2 separate regions of the Mus musculus genome follow, and region 2 is linked to region 1. The links are chromatin contacts, called in public Hi-C maps. All regions are on one chromosome and are shown on one strand. Each heading gives the region's core, a stretch centred on a gene start, on an enhancer-like site or on the middle of the called end of the contact. The rest is flanking DNA. Distances are from core to core; before and after follow the strand shown. Region 1 holds the start of Zic2 (zinc finger protein of the cerebellum 2). Region 2 overlaps Clybl (citrate lyase beta like).

The links. Hi-C and Micro-C count contacts between places; a contact is called where the count stands out from the background.
Region 2: a Hi-C map of cerebellum shows a contact between it and region 1, with 2.3 times the contacts expected there. The contact joins the enhancer-like site here to the promoter of Zic2 in region 1. A contact is called at or near these places in 4 of 39 promoter capture datasets (all in embryonic stem cells), 4 of 484 Hi-C or Micro-C datasets (the HL-1 cell line, cerebellum and embryonic stem cells), 14 of 115 datasets of contacts at active chromatin or transcription factors (embryonic stem cells, epiblast stem cells, neural progenitor cells and 1 more) and 2 of 9 other capture datasets (liver and pancreatic islet).

The regions. Positions count from the first base shown.
Region 1 is chr14:122,473,996-122,476,779 of GRCm38.p6, forward strand. Zic2 (zinc finger protein of the cerebellum 2) reads left to right here and starts at 1,389. Exons shown (of 3, transcript NM_009574.3): 1 at 1,389-2,752. The coding sequence starts at 1,681. 2610035F20Rik (RIKEN cDNA 2610035F20 gene) reads right to left here and starts at 1,204. Exons shown (of 5, transcript NR_045046.1): 1 at 908-1,204; 2 at 453-607.
Region 2 is chr14:122,337,125-122,340,182 of GRCm38.p6, forward strand. The region is part of intron 2 of Clybl (citrate lyase beta like); the gene reads left to right. Among named protein-coding and RNA genes, the nearest start is that of Gm25464, 50 kb to the right of the region's middle. Within about 2 kb of position 1,752, at least 16 of the 459 cell types and tissues checked have an H3K27ac peak or open chromatin away from gene starts, as enhancers often do. A contact at or near this core is called in cerebellum, where this site is marked.

The DNA of each region.
Region 1 (2,784 bases), core at 139-2,638:
CTGACAAAGTATACGGGAGCAGGATCGGGCGGAAGGGGACAAGACCCATAGACCTGGCACCGCGTTAGGCTCGCAGCTGAACTCTTGAATTAGCCGGCTGGTGACGGGAGCCACAGAGCCAGACGCGCGAACGAAACCCTGCATGCTGGCAGGCCCAGTCTATGGGTGCGTTGGGCCGCTGCTGCAGCTGCACAACCCAAGCGGGGCTCAGGGAAGGTGGGGCGGGCTGGGCGAAGGATTGACGAGGCCGTGATGGCCAATAGCGGTTTCTGGAGGGCGGGATGGGCGGGAGTCCCCGTTAAAGGGGCGGTGTGACCAGGAGGCCGAGCCTTGGATAAGGAGGGAGGGATACCCGGGCGGGAGACCCGGCGGGTACGCGGGGGAGGGGAGAGGAAAAGGAGGGGACAAAAAATAAAAAAATAAAAGGCTGCTGCTGCGGCCTCAGCGCCCACCGAAATAAACAGAGGCGGTGGCGAAGGCTGCCCACTGCAGCCGCGAGAGAGGAAGAACTCGTGTTGGCCTCCTAGCATTTGCTTGTGCCGAGGACTTCGCTCTGTCCTCGCTGATGCGAGCACTCATTCCCGGACTAGCGCCCAGAACAGATCGGCTGGAGGAAGGGGGAGAACCAGAGAACACTTTTTTATTGTTGTTATTGTTTTTCAGACTAGCCTCACCCTGCTCCCCTCCCCCTCCTCGCCTTCTCCCCTCCCACAGTCCCCCCCTCCCCTGCTCCTCCCCCTCCCTCCTCCTCCAGCCCAACTTAAAGAAAGAGGGGACGACGCGCCCGTTTCCTTCATCTAGGGGAATTCGTGACCGCTGCAAGTTTACTACTCCGGGCGTCGCCAATGCCAAGCTCGGAGGGCCAAGAGGGCTAAACCCCCGCAGCAACCGCGAAGCCGAACAATACCGGCAGCGCTCTGGGCGGCGTGAGCAAGGCCTCGGGGGAGGGAGCGGCCACCCGAGAGCGCCGTGGACTCGACGCCTAGCCTCCTCCTCCCGGCTGCCCAGCGCCCCTGCGGAGATCAGGTGGAGCGGCGGGTGCGCCAGGCTCTGGGGCTGGCGGAGCTTGTTGCTGTCCGCTCCCTGCCAGCTTGTGTGCGCACAGCCACTGCCCTAGGGCACTGTGGCCCCGCAGCCGCGTTGACTTCATTCGGCGGATGCCGCTGATCTCAGCCAGGCTCCTGGTCCGCCGGCAGTACAAGGCAGCTAGCGAGTGAGTGCGTGCGTGCGTGCGCGCGCGGGGGCGCGCAGGGGTGGGGGCCGCGGCGCTGAGCTCGCCCTCCGGCGGCCCCCCTCTCCTCCGCTCCCCACACCTCCCTCCGCTCCCTCCTCCCGCCCGCCCTCCCCTGCCCTGCCCGCCCGCCCCCGCCGCAGCTCCTTTAATACACTTTGGTTCTCCGCCTGGCTTTGGACTCTTCTCCTCCTCCACCTCCTCCTCCCGCGCCTCCTCCGCCGCCGCCTCCTCTTCCTCTCCGCGCCTTCGCTCGGTGCCCGGCCGCCTGAGGCAGATACAGGCGGCGGCGGCGGGCGCACCAGCCCGGCTCCCGAGACTGCAGTCGCCAGTATTTCCACCGCCGGTTCACGGAGCCGGGCGTCCAGAGGACGCGCCTCGCCGATCCGAAGAGGAAATCCAGGCGGCGGGGTTCACCGGCGCCGGCGGGGCGGCCGGGCGCGCTGGCCATGCTTCTGGACGCGGGGCCGCAGTTCCCGGCCATCGGGGTGGGCAGCTTCGCGCGCCACCACCACCACTCGGCCGCGGCAGCGGCGGCTGCGGCGGCCGAGATGCAGGACCGCGAGCTGAGCCTGGCGGCAGCTCAGAACGGCTTCGTGGACTCGGCCGCGGCGCACATGGGCGCCTTCAAGCTCAACCCCGGGGCACACGAACTGTCTCCTGGTCAGAGTTCGGCGTTCACGTCGCAAGGTCCGGGTGCTTACCCGGGTTCGGCTGCTGCAGCCGCTGCGGCCGCGGCTCTAGGGCCCCACGCCGCACACGTTGGCTCCTATTCGGGGCCTCCCTTTAATTCCACCCGGGACTTCCTGTTCCGCAGCCGGGGCTTCGGGGACTCGGCGCCGGGAGGCGGGCAGCACGGGCTCTTCGGACCCGGCGCCGGCGGCCTTCACCACGCGCACTCGGACGCGCAGGGCCACCTTCTTTTCCCTGGCCTCCCGGAGCAGCACGGGCCGCACGCCTCGCAGAACGTGCTCAATGGGCAAATGCGCCTAGGGCTGCCGGGCGAGGTGTTCGGGCGCTCGGAGCAATACCGCCAAGTGGCCAGCCCGCGGACCGACCCCTACTCGGCGGCGCAGCTCCACAACCAGTACGGCCCTATGAATATGAACATGGGGATGAACATGGCAGCGGCCGCAGCCCACCACCACCATCACCACCACCACCCTGGTGCCTTTTTCCGCTACATGCGGCAGCAGTGCATCAAGCAAGAGCTCATCTGCAAGTGGATCGACCCGGAGCAGCTAAGCAATCCCAAGAAAAGCTGCAACAAAACTTTCAGCACCATGCACGAGCTGGTGACCCACGTCTCTGTGGAGCACGTCGGCGGCCCGGAACAGAGCAACCACGTCTGCTTCTGGGAGGAGTGTCCACGCGAGGGCAAACCCTTTAAGGCCAAATACAAACTGGTCAACCACATCCGCGTGCACACTGGCGAGAAGCCCTTCCCCTGTCCTTTCCCGGGCTGTGGCAAGGTCTTCGCACGCTCCGAGAACCTCAAGATCCACAAAAGAACTCATACAGGTAATCGTGGGTCAGCAGTGGGAAGAGGCACC
Region 2 (3,058 bases), core at 502-3,001, 140 kb before region 1:
CAGCAATTATGCCCCTTCCATCCAGGGTGTGGCGGCTGGCACCTCTCTTAATGAGACAATTTCCAGGGCTTGAGTGTTTGCGCCCTGGTTTCCTCTTGGCCCTCACTTGCCACACTCCTTGGCAGCCTCAGAGTTTACTGACATTATCACCAATGTGGCACATTTATCTTGGCCAACATGAGAAGTCAGGGAAGACATGCCAGTCTGCCATGCCATCACACAAGAGCTTTGGGGGAGAAAATGTGAGGCCAGATGAAGCCACCAAGCCAACTTGGCTTCAGGAAGTGGGGCCCTTGTCCTAGTCATCCAGACATGTAAGTTCAGGTTTCTCAAGGACATTCCAGGTCTTCCTGGCAAGTGACACTGTCTGTTCTATGCTGGAGTAACGGCCTCGCTGCACAGAAGTAACACTGTTAGGAAAGGCACACCAGGTAGGTAGACAGCCGTTCTGCTCTATGAGTCATCAAATAAGGATTGAACAGCCACCACGTGGCAACAAGCGGCTGTCACTGCAGTTATCTGGGGTGTAAGCAACCTAAGTGTTGGACCCCCTCTTGAAGATCTCATGGCTGGTGCAATAGACGCTGAGCCAGTTGTGCACCCAGATGTACACGCAGTAGTCAGTTTATAATAGTGATGAGAACACACAGTGCGAAACGCAACGAAGACAGAAAACAGGACTCCTGCTAGAAAATCATTCTGTGTACCTGACAATTGAGCAAAGGTCTGGGGGGAAGTGGGGGGGATGGGTTCTAGAGGGATGGGAGGGAGATTCGAAGGCCCAGGGGCTGAGAAGAGCTTTAGAAAGATGTGTGCTCAGGGACATCAGAGACACAGGAGGAAGGCAGGAGCTGGGAGAGTAGAGCTGAGAGCCACATAATAAGGGCTTTTGGATGTATTCTAAGATGGTGCAGAGTAGCAGACTTACATAGCATAAAAATACCATTCTGAACCAAGCGTAATGTTCATTGTACACACTTGTGATCTCTGCATTTGGGAACAAGAGGGGCTGGGAGTTTCAGGTCAGTGTTTGCTACATAGCAAAACTGTCTCCCCCCCCCCCCAAAAAAAAAGCCATATTAAAGGCAGGTTAGAGTTGGCCAAGAGTGGACAGGCGAGCCATGTGCAGACTGTCACTATGGTCAGAAAGGAAAGAGGCGGGGAAAGGGTGATGTGTGCCACACAAGGAAAACTTCCTCTCTTTCCTCCAAATCTACTTCTCTATGTCTGCTGTGGGCAACATTTTTTTTTCCTTTGAAGGCCTTTATAGTATCCTCTGTAAATTTCTACTTCCTGTCTTCATGGGCAAGTTCTTCAGAGAAACAGACACCCACAATTCTATGCCCAATGAAAAAGTTCGGAAGAGCCATGCTTCAACTCTGGAAGGGACACATTGTCCTCCATGAATACAGTAGGACCTCTAGGATCCCCACATTGAGAGCCATTAGAACCCCTAAAGTGACCCAATTTCCATCAATCTCAGAGCCATCCGAGCAAGGTCACATTGCTATGACTCCCTCCTGGCGATCGTCGTGAAAACAGATGCAAGTCCTGCTGCGGTACACAAGTCCACTTTGGGAACTAGAGGGTCAAGTGCCCATTATCCAGGTAAGCAGTCTCTCCCTGGGAGACCAAAAATGCATGTCAACATGCCAAGTAGAGGAAGCCAGAGCCACCAGGGCCACCTGGGAAGGGAGGCCTCAGCCAGGCAGTACTAATAAAACCAGACAATACCACAGTGTTGGCGAGATCCAGCCAGGAGCTGGGCAAGGACGAGGGTGGGAGGAAGGGCCTGCCTTCCTCCAAAATCAATGTCCCTGTTAACTTGGGCAGAAGAAAATCTGACAGCTCTGGAAACCTGCCCATCTGAGGCAAAAGAGGAAGCCGAGAAGCAATTGGAGCCAGAGGAAGACTAGAAATGGCAGGCGAAATTAGCTGCCTGTTGGGAACCCAGGGCACAAGCTCTCCATTCTGTTTTCAAGATAGGCCTGATAGCCCTGGGCACAGGTGCCATGCTCCATCCCCACATGGCCTTCCAGCTGCCCTTTGAAGCAGGCTGCCCCTTGGGGTCCAGTCAGAGCTGTTTTTTAAACATCCATGGAAAAGACAGGCCCTCAGCTCCAGACCCAGGTCTCCAAGGGGCTGTTACATTTTGTTATCTGGGATATATCTGAGAGGCCACAGGCCTCACTGAAGCCTTCAGAGAAACAGAAGTGCCACGAGATGACTCTAGAGGAGAATCACCTTTTTAGTGACAAGGTGGTGGTGTCCTACTGACCGATGGGTCTTTCAAACCTCTGGGAAAGAGAGAGTGGTGTGAGTCCACTCTCCAATTATACTCCACTTTCTATTCCTAATTCCAGTCACTCTGAAAACCAAAACGTATGTAGTGGGTTTAACAGCTGACCAGGAAACTCAAGCCAAAGCTTGTGTCCCCGACCGTGTGATATGATCAGTCCTGCATTTTGGGGAGGGAAGGCATGAAAGCGATTCCAGATACCATGTGAAAGTCCATACCATTATGGCTTCCGAAGCCCCAGGATTTGCTGTTGTGTTGTTATGGGTTTGAGGAGAACTTATGTCTATTAGAGAAGCCACAGATGACCAGAGAGAGCCCTTTGCACTGTAATAATTCATAGACAACATGTAGAGGTTTGGGGTTACAGAATTGTAGAAATTCACTTTTCTTGTGGTTTTAAGTACAGATTTTAGTTGGAAATACTATGTTGTTAAAAAAAAAAAAAAAAAAAAAAGACCTGAGCTTGTGGCTTTGCATAAAGCCCAGTGATAGCATGTTCCTCAGAATAGTTTTGGGTATCCTGGAACTTGGGTGTCCAGCTGGCCTCAATCTTAGACCCACCTGCCTCTGCCTCCCAAATGCTGGGATTAAAGTTGAACACTGTTGTGCCTAGTATTTGTGAGCAAGTCTTGTCTTAAAAGAGTGATTGCTACACATACTTCTGGCTTTCAGATGCCATGTCCCATGAACTACCTATTCAAGGAGGGATCAGGGGTGTGACTCAAAAGAGGACCCCCCCTCCCCTGTCCTCAGCACAAC